Regions from separate parts of the Zea mays genome. Here all the other regions are linked to region 3. A link is a contact called in public Hi-C data. All regions are on one chromosome and are shown on one strand. The core of a region is the stretch at or near the end of the contact, and the rest is flanking DNA. Distances in the headings are between cores, read along the strand shown.

Region 1 (2,765 bases), core at 157-2,656, 190 kb before region 3:
TCTGATGCAGCCTTCAGTAACTTCTTGTATTCAGAGATATCCATATTGAGACGCTTCTCCTCATCCAATTGAGCAAACTTGCGTTGCTGCATAGAGGGCCGTTCTATGCATAAAGAGTTCTTCAGACCATATATCACAGGAACCCCAGGAATCTACATGGAAGTATACAAAGTACATGAGCAAATTGCTGTGACCCAGACAAGGTCGTAGATATGATCCACTCAATTTTCTTAAAAAGTAGAGTTTACACACGGCAGATGAGAGTTATCAATACCTCTCGTAAGTTTTCTCGGAGACCAGGATCCTGGGTGGCAACGAAGAAATGTTCAGGATTTTTATCACCTATCAGTGACTGGACACAGTTAACTGCACCGACCACCTTGTCATGCTCACACCTAGTAACACCGTGAAATCCAGGAAAACAAGTCAGTGATCATGATCCCGTATGCAAATATCAAGCTGAGAATGAAAGACTAGATTCGGGAATGGATCTATTCCTCAAACAAACATGAGATGGGTCCAAGCAAACCTAAAAAAAAGCACATATTCGAACTGGGCCAAACAAAGGCTATAAAAGCATCAGTGAAAGGCCCTGGGCCAAACAAAGGCTACCAAAAATAAAAATGAATCATGAAGTGACACAAATTCGAACTGCGGCCTAGGTTCCACTTCCAGTTCCAGACAACCAAATTGGTTACTCAGACTCCAAGTAGCATGCAAGAACTACAATTTGGTTCTCTGAAGTATGAACTCGATAATTATGTTCATGTGAGTACATTACAGAACTGAACGATGTTCTAATTTTTTCTCTCTGGCTTTGACAAAATCAAATTAATGTTTCACGCGACAGAGGTGACGGAGAAGAAATCAAGCGGTGAACTTTAAGCCAAGTAGCAACAGGATTAAGTCAAGTGGAGCAGAATTGAAAGTTCGGGGCTGACAATAAAAAATAATGGTACTAGCTGCAAAGTGAAAAGAAAGAAACCTACTTGGTTGTGGTGAGAAGCTGCGCGGCGTCAAATGATTCGGCATGTGACTTGCCGAGACGTCTGAGCTCTGCGAGGATGCACTTGGAGGTGAAGAGGGCTGGCGTCCTGGAGGCCGAGAGGAGGTCTCGGAGAGCCTCGTCGGCCGGGAGGAGGCGCTGGGTGAGGAGGTGGTGGACGAAGGTGCCGTCGATGAGGACTTTATAGGGCTCGCGGAAGCCGAAGCATGTGGCGTAGAACTTGACCGCTTTGCGGTGCTTCGACCGCTTCTTCACCCGCATCCTGATTCCTGGGTAGGCGGCGGCAGCGGCGGGAGGGCAGAGCCGCGGAGGAGGCGGCGGGCGGCGTTAAGAACCGGCGAGTGGATGCGGCGTTAAGAGCCGCGGAGGAGACGGCGGCCAGGAAAGCAAGTGAGCCGAGCTAGGGCTTTGGTGCATCACCCGCATCCTGATAGAGCCCACTTTATGTTTCTGACCAACCATCACATTTCTCTGATAGGCCAAAAAATTTGGTGGGCTTTTCAGATTGGCCCGAATTATGCTGGTTCAAGGGAGCGTCGTATACGCCGACTAGAGTCGCATGCAGCTATACTTGGCTGTCGTGCTCCCACGGCCTGAGTCGTGCTGGTTTGCTGGTTTAATCGGACCAAAGACAGAACACACATAAATATCGGGTTGCGTTGTGTTCGTGAGCCAAAGTATAAGTCTAAACATGACCCGACTAGTTTTAAATAGATCGTACAGAGCTATTGTGCAGTATCGTATGGGCTATTGTGCCGTACCGTATCGAGGGGCCTAAGACCTGTCTGGTAACAGAGATCGAAATAATTTATTTTTTCTATTTTTCTTATTTTTCTCATTTTTTAAGATAACTCGAAATTAACTTGAAAGTTATGATCGAGTTAGTTTTATACATATGGTTGACTAGATTAGAATAAATAAGATTAGCCACAAACGGTTCGTGCTAATGGATTTGATGGGTTATTTGTGCTTAGCATCGTGCTGATGACCTTTTTTTTTGTCCCGCGCGACGTATAGGCTAGCCAGCTAGCCCACTTCGTAGCGCATATTTGCTTGGCTCGTGCTACATATACCCGAAATCTCTATCTCTACTATTTAAAACCATCATCTCTATCTATGCTACTTAAAACCACCAATTTTATGTGTTATACATCATATATCATGTACAAATAGATATAGCAATGGATACTCAAAATCTTAATATCTAACAGGTTTTACCGATATAAAAGTGGGTATAGAATGATATCTTTACCCGCGAGTATGTTAAGACCATGTCCATCAATTCACTTATATGGTCACCCAAAATTCTATTTTGCACTATAGAGTGTACTGTTCATAGAGTGTAGTTTAACTATGGGTATAAAGATGAGTAAGCTGATGAAGCTACCCTAATGGGCGAGAACTTCTATCCGTTGGACAGCTAGATACGAGTATAGGTGGGTACTAACCATACCCGTGTACTCATGGGATAAAATATATTCGCAACATATCACTATTTACCATGTAATCAAAGCCATCTTAGCTAAAAGAAAATACTTCTTCGATTATTGTTTGTTTACTTATTACGCTATGTAATCATATGGTTTGTTGTATTTTAATTTGAAGTTATTTTTTATGTGCTTGTTTGACATTTTGGGTGATTGGTCCATTAGTATTTTAGGCTTTTCTAGTGGGTACAAGTAACCCGCGTGGGTATGGGTAAGATTTTATATCCGTGACCTTATATAGGTAATCCGATGTGTAGGATTTTTTGTGTACG
Region 2 (3,019 bases), core at 287-2,786, 150 kb after region 3:
ATCGTCTTCTGCTGGTCGGGAAAAATAAGAAAGATAGTATATCGCATGCGTCTTGTAGATGAGTAATACGCGTGGTAACATATTTTGTGTTTGTAGATGATGTCATGTCATCATCCCAGAGACGATGAATCGATCGAGTAGCAGCATCACATACACACTGGAGACCCATTCGCTGCTTCTCGAGCATGGACCGGGTGGGAGAGAGAGAGAGAGGGGTAGTAGGTGAAATTTTCGGACGATCCGGCCGTATTAAATTCCTAGCTCATCGATCGATCGGCCGTGGTTATTAAACTGCTAGCTGAAAGCCGGCCAGGGAACAGAACGGGCGGGCGAGGCACGCCGCCGCCGCCGCAGTTGGTGGCGACTGGCGAGCTGATGACGACGGCTGTGTGGCCGCGCGCGCGTGCGTGCATTCAGACACGGCTGATGACGGCGGCGCGGCGGCCTCACGTTGTTGTTAATTGCCAGCAGCGTGTACCATCGAACACGCTCAGTCAGTATGTACGCCCTGATCGCATGCCCGCGCGTGCTGCTTCAACACTTGATGGAAACTTCAAACTCCCGATTGTTCTTTTTCTTTTCTTGTTTGCGGCTGCCCTCTATATATAATAATAGTAAGCTTCGACGATAGATGTGTGCTGCTTCTTGTCAAAGATTGTACTTGTGTATCCGTTTCCGATCCACGATGGAAAATGTTGCAGGTGAAGACGAACGAACACAGTCATTTTCTTTTGGACACATATATAATACGGATCACGGAGTAGTAATAATTAATAATAAGCTTACACGCGCGCGAAAGCCCAGCGATCGAGCGATTACCAGATCGAGAGAAAGAAGAAGCATCACTGATAACTATATTCATGTATGTGATAAAGATATAAACCAAAATTCATTTAGTAAAATCTTAACTGTCATGTCAACATCATCCCAGACGATATTAAGAAAGATTGTATTGATGTGTACACAATTAATTGTCATATTCAAAACTTCTTAATATCTCTTACATTCATTTATGTACTGATAATGATAAACCATAATTCGTTTAACAAGTGACCAACAACAACCGTATGTTAGTTGTCCTCCTCAACTTTATTTCCACGGCGAGTAATCGATCGAATAAATATAGTAGTAGGAAATCGCGACTGATGCTAGCGAACTATTCCATAGCTTAGGACTATAGGAGCGTACTACGTACTGTGGCGTACTCTCGCAGCTCACTCCACGCATGTCCAGCCCAGCTGAATTAAGCTGAATTCGTCAAACAACAAACGGATAATAAAGACGCTTGACCCCGTACGTGCGTCTGGTAAGCAGCACAGCACGCCCATGGTTAGGTGACGCAGACGACGACGCAGCCATATAGCAATAGCAGCAGCAGGCAGACAACAAGTAGCCGCCGGCGGAATACATACGACGGTGGACCCTGCTGGCCGGCACGGCAGTCGCCTGGCAGGTGCCGCGTACCTGATCCTAGCTACTGAGCTCCGGACGCAGGCAGAGGCAGGAACCACCAACGACCGGGCCAGGTACAGCCGAGCCGAAGCCGCCGCGCGCGGACAATCGGCCACGGTCCATGGAGCGAGCGCGACACTGCAGTCCACGTCCACGAGACCACGACGCAGGAACCAGTGAACCACCAATGTTGCGCATATGCATGGACATGCTCTGGTAGGTGGCACACACATGACATGATGGATGGACCGGAGCCAGCTAGCGCGCCGTGCCGTGATGCTCAGCTCTGCTTCCTCACTTCCACGTACGCGCGCGCAGAATAGATTAGCAGCAACCCGCCTGTTGTCCCATTCAACACGAACGAAGACGTGTATTTCTGTTTCGGAGACCAGATCATCCAGTGTGCCGCTGTCCACCTACCGATGCTAGAGATGAGATGTGAATTCGATCGACTTCGACCATGGACATGCAGGCGCACACCTCACCAAATATATATGTCCGGCCAACGGGCCAACAAACGCAGACTTTGCATGCATTTCCTTTTTCTTGTTTGTTTCATCAGCTAGGAGGCTCGCCACCGAGTTAACTTATTCGCTTTGAATTAAAGCCGATTGTTTAAACTGATATATCTGCAATTTATAGAGATAAACAGTACCGTAGAAAAAGTGGAATCTGATATGGATCGGATCCAATCGAATAGTTTGAAGCTTCACTCCGCTTTCAGCCGTAAGTACGTACGTCCCTAGCTAGTTCCCAATGCGCTGTGATATGTGATGTTGAAATGATCCCGAGGATTGTTGACTTGAACATGTCAGCTTATCACGCGCTGTAAATCATGATTCAGTACGTGTCAACGCGTACCACTCATCAATCTTGTTATCTCGATTAAGAGCCTGTTTGGTTCCTTTAGTCCCATGAGCAAAGTTTAATTAGGGAACTAAAGTTTAGTCCATATCCTGTTTATTTTTAAAAACTAAAAATTTTCAGAACGCATTAAATAAATCATAAGAAGACCAAAAAACTCCTTATCATTCCCCGTCATTAGTGTAACTGAAATAAACGAGTGGTAAAAGGTGAAATTAATATGATTTAGTTCCTTTTAGTCACCCCTTATTAGGGACTAGCTAGAGACTAAATCAGTTTAGTTCTATTTTAATCCTACCGTTTGTTAATTTAGTGACTAAATGAGACTAAAATGGAGGAACTAATCCGTCCTTAGTCCCTCAAACCAAATGAGTCCTAAAACTACTTCCGGTTGATGTTATAGTACCGTATGCAACATGGTAGAAGAAGAGCGTCGCATATTAATTAGCCCCTACAACACGTTCATCTGTGCTCATCACGTCTGTCGTTGAGCAACACCGCATCAACAACGACAATGTCTTCATGATATCCATACATACGAGACAATAAAATGATACGATACTAGTGTGCTAGCACCACATACGCAAAGAGAGAAAGGACATCGGCTTACGCACCCACAAAACGTAGGGAGAGGTGGCGACGATGGCTAGAACATGTCTTTTCTTCTACCACATCAGTCTTCGTATATATAGTCAACCTCTAT
Region 3 (3,002 bases), core at 70-2,569:
AGAAGACCTGCAGCTTGTCGCCGAGGCCCTTGGCGAAGGCCTCGGCGATGAAGAGCCGCGCGTAGCCGTGGATCCGCTTCGTGACGGGCCACACGCACAGCACCGGGTTGTCGGCCTTGGGCGTCACCGTGTTCTCCACCCGGTAGAAGAACCTCCGGCCGGCCACCGGCGGCTGCTGCCCCAGGAACTTGAGGTTGCTCTCGAACTTGGTCTCCGGCAGGTCCGTGTCGATCCAGTTGTCCTTGAGGTAGCCGGCGCTCCACAGCGGGTCCCCGGGCCTGGGCGGCGGCGACTTGCGGGGCTTCCAGACGCAGATGACCCGCCGCGGGAGCAGCTCCGCGACGGTCCTGTGGAACACCGCCTCGTCCTGCGGGATCAGGTGCTCGCCCAGCTTGTCGGCCAGGAACCTGTCGAACCCCGGCGGGTCCTCGTGCCCGAACTCGGTGCGGATCTCCAAGATGACCAGCTCGGACTCGGTCTCGCTCAGGAACCGGCTCACGTCGTCCAGCACCACGTCCACGGGGTACGTCGCCAGGATGCCGTGGCAGACCCGGCGCTCCTCCTGCACGCGCACGTCGACGACGCGCGTGCCCATGGCCAGCTGCTCGTACACGGACATGGACTGGCACTGCGCGAAGGGGCGGGTCACCAGCGGCACGCCGATCTTGTTGGTGGCCGAGTCGTGCGTGCCGGGCCACACCACCTGGTGCACGCGCAGCTTGTCGGCGCCCAGCTCCGCCATCCACCGCTTCCGGTCCGCCGGCCGGTGCTCCGACCCCGGGAACGTGTCGCCGGAGGAGGACAGCCGCGTGGCCAGCGCCCGCTTCTCGGTGGTCACCAGCTTCCGCCGGTCCACCTGCTTCGAGAAGAAGGCGCCCATGGCTTCCAGCGGGTTGCTGCTGCTGTTGGAATTGGAGGAAGCCATGGATGGATAAATTATAAAGGGAGTCCTGTGCCTCGAGCTCAGACCTGGACCTGGACGTCGCTGTAAGCTGGAGATCGATTATAAATAGCAGCAAGACAATCAAGGAAGAAAAATATCAGTGCGTCGTGGGATTAGCCAACATGTGGCGATGGTTTTTTTGTAGGGGCTTGGCTGATCGATGATTGATCCGGAGAGGAGGGAAGTGTTCTTGCGACCTCCGCTGCTGCTTTCGGTTACCTTGGATTATTGGAATGGATGGTAGAATTGGCGCCGTTAGGTGTGGACGTGTGCTGATGCCAGGCCGGTCGAGAGAGAGATTTTTCTTTTCTTTTCTTTGGCAATTGCCAATTGGCATATATCTCTATCCAAATTGCTACTACTGGACAGAGCCATAGAGGGTTTGGTTCGCTCGGAGCATGGACGAGGCAATTCTTTTATGGCGAGAGAGACGGCGACGGAATCGGGGGCCACAACCCACAAGGATACTGTATGTCATTATGGACGGACATACACGCCGGCGAATAGGCGACTTGGAGGTGAAGGTTCCAGGTTGGTGCAATAATTTGTCGGGCAATTGCTGCAAACTTTTGCTGCCGCAGATTCAAAACGGGTGGTAAAAGGCCATGTGACCGACGTATTGGCACTTCGGAAAGCAGCCGCACTAATTGGTTCCCTCCCAAAAAAAACCCGACGCAGTAGGGTACTACTTGCTGAGCCTCATCGCGACGTGCGTATACCCCAGACCAAAGGGGCATCTGTCAAGCGTATTTAGCACATGACGATGCGTTCGCACTGATTGCCAGATAAATTAGCATGGTAATCACGTTTCCTACAGGCCACGAGAACTGTTGAATAAGCGACACCAACGTTACTATCTGCTTACTATGTGCCACTAATAACCACGACAACAGCGCGTACCCATAAAATTTAAGGATCAAATCAGATTAGAATCAGACTCTATATCTATTATTTTTTAAACTAAAATTTATTAGGAACCCTAACTTATTATAAAAACAATTTTTATTGTACAAAAAACATTTTGATCGTAATCCATTACCACCCTAATCATACACCTAAATTGGCCGTTGTTGGAACTTGCTCTCAGCCGCAAGGGGATCCAACGGGGGGAGTGGTGACGTAAACATGGTTCTCGCGCAAGATGGCAATAGCTCTGTTAACCTAGTCTCTCACGGGCACTGTGCGGGGGTATTTATAGGTGTCTGAGCACCCAGCGTCTCGTGTTAAGGACGCATGTGCCCTCAGACACTTAGGTTATCCCCAGAATATTCTCATAAAGCAGGGTTACAGACTGTAATTACAGGGATGCCTTTACAGATTAGGCCCGTAATACGCAGCGGCCACGCAGAGCCCGTTACAATGGGCCGGATCACACGTGGGCCTCCGAGTTGGACAAGGCCGCATGGTGGAATGACCTCGTCGCAGGCCTTCGTCTGATGTCATGTGGGGCGAAGGGTGTCCCTGTCCGTTTTATCTCCGTTGGACCAACGACTGCAGCGAAGGCCTCGAGCGAAGGGTGGCGTCTTTGCCTTCGCCCCAACAGTCGTCACTATTCGTTTGCTTTGATCATAAATTTTGTCTTCCATCATGCATACAGGAAAGGATAGTCTTCACACACACAAAACAGCAAAGGTCAACCTGCTTCCAATCATTTGACTTCCACGTGTTCAAAACACAACCTGTGCAGATGTGCTCCGCGTTCAACTGCTCCTAACGAAGTAACGAGATGCACACATAGCTTCATCAACCATACAAATTCACTCAAAACAGTGGTTGACATAAGCTACGGGCAGACGATGTTAATTCTTGCCTAATATATGCTCTTTCTCGTTGTTTTGAAAAAGGAAAGAAACAAAAACTTACACGACTGGCACTTTATTTCTGGGGAGATATGGGCAATAATACTATAATGTCCATATTAGTTTTCATATAAAACATTACTACAGGACTGTAAGATTTCTCCACTGATGGCCACTTGTGACTTGTCTATTAAGAATTTGAATACGCTAAACCAGGCGGAAAAATAAATAACTTCTGAGAAGATCCCTGAGAGATTAGA

Evidence for each region. A called contact is a pair of places that touch in the nucleus more often than the background predicts.
Region 1: a contact with region 3 is called in a Hi-C map of tassel, with 4 times the contacts expected there. The contact joins the promoter of LOC100272500 here to the promoter of LOC100279845 in region 3. A contact is called at or near these places in 4 of 25 Hi-C or Micro-C datasets (ear, endosperm, leaf and 1 more).
Region 2: a Hi-C map of leaf shows a contact between it and region 3, with 5 times the contacts expected there. The contact joins the enhancer-like site here to the promoter of LOC100279845 in region 3. A contact is called at or near these places in 2 of 25 Hi-C or Micro-C datasets (both in leaf).

The regions. Positions count from the first base shown.
Region 1 is chr7:149,780,856-149,783,620 of Zm-B73-REFERENCE-NAM-5.0, forward strand. LOC100272500 reads right to left here and starts at 1,407. Exons shown (of 5, transcript NM_001146969.1): 1 at 990-1,407; 2 at 275-395; 3 at 1-152. The coding sequence starts at 1,267.
Region 2 is chr7:150,114,990-150,118,008 of Zm-B73-REFERENCE-NAM-5.0, forward strand. It overlaps the pseudogene LOC103634271. Among protein-coding and RNA genes, the nearest start is that of LOC103633102, 38 kb to the right of the region's middle. Within about 2 kb of position 1,537, at least 13 of the 20 cell types and tissues checked have an H3K27ac peak or open chromatin away from gene starts, as enhancers often do. A contact at or near this core is called in leaf, where this site is marked.
Region 3 is chr7:149,969,677-149,972,678 of Zm-B73-REFERENCE-NAM-5.0, forward strand. LOC100279845 reads right to left here and starts at 1,320. Exons shown (of 1, transcript NM_001317844.1): 1 at 1-1,320. The coding sequence starts at 925. It also overlaps a transcript of LOC103633096 not described here.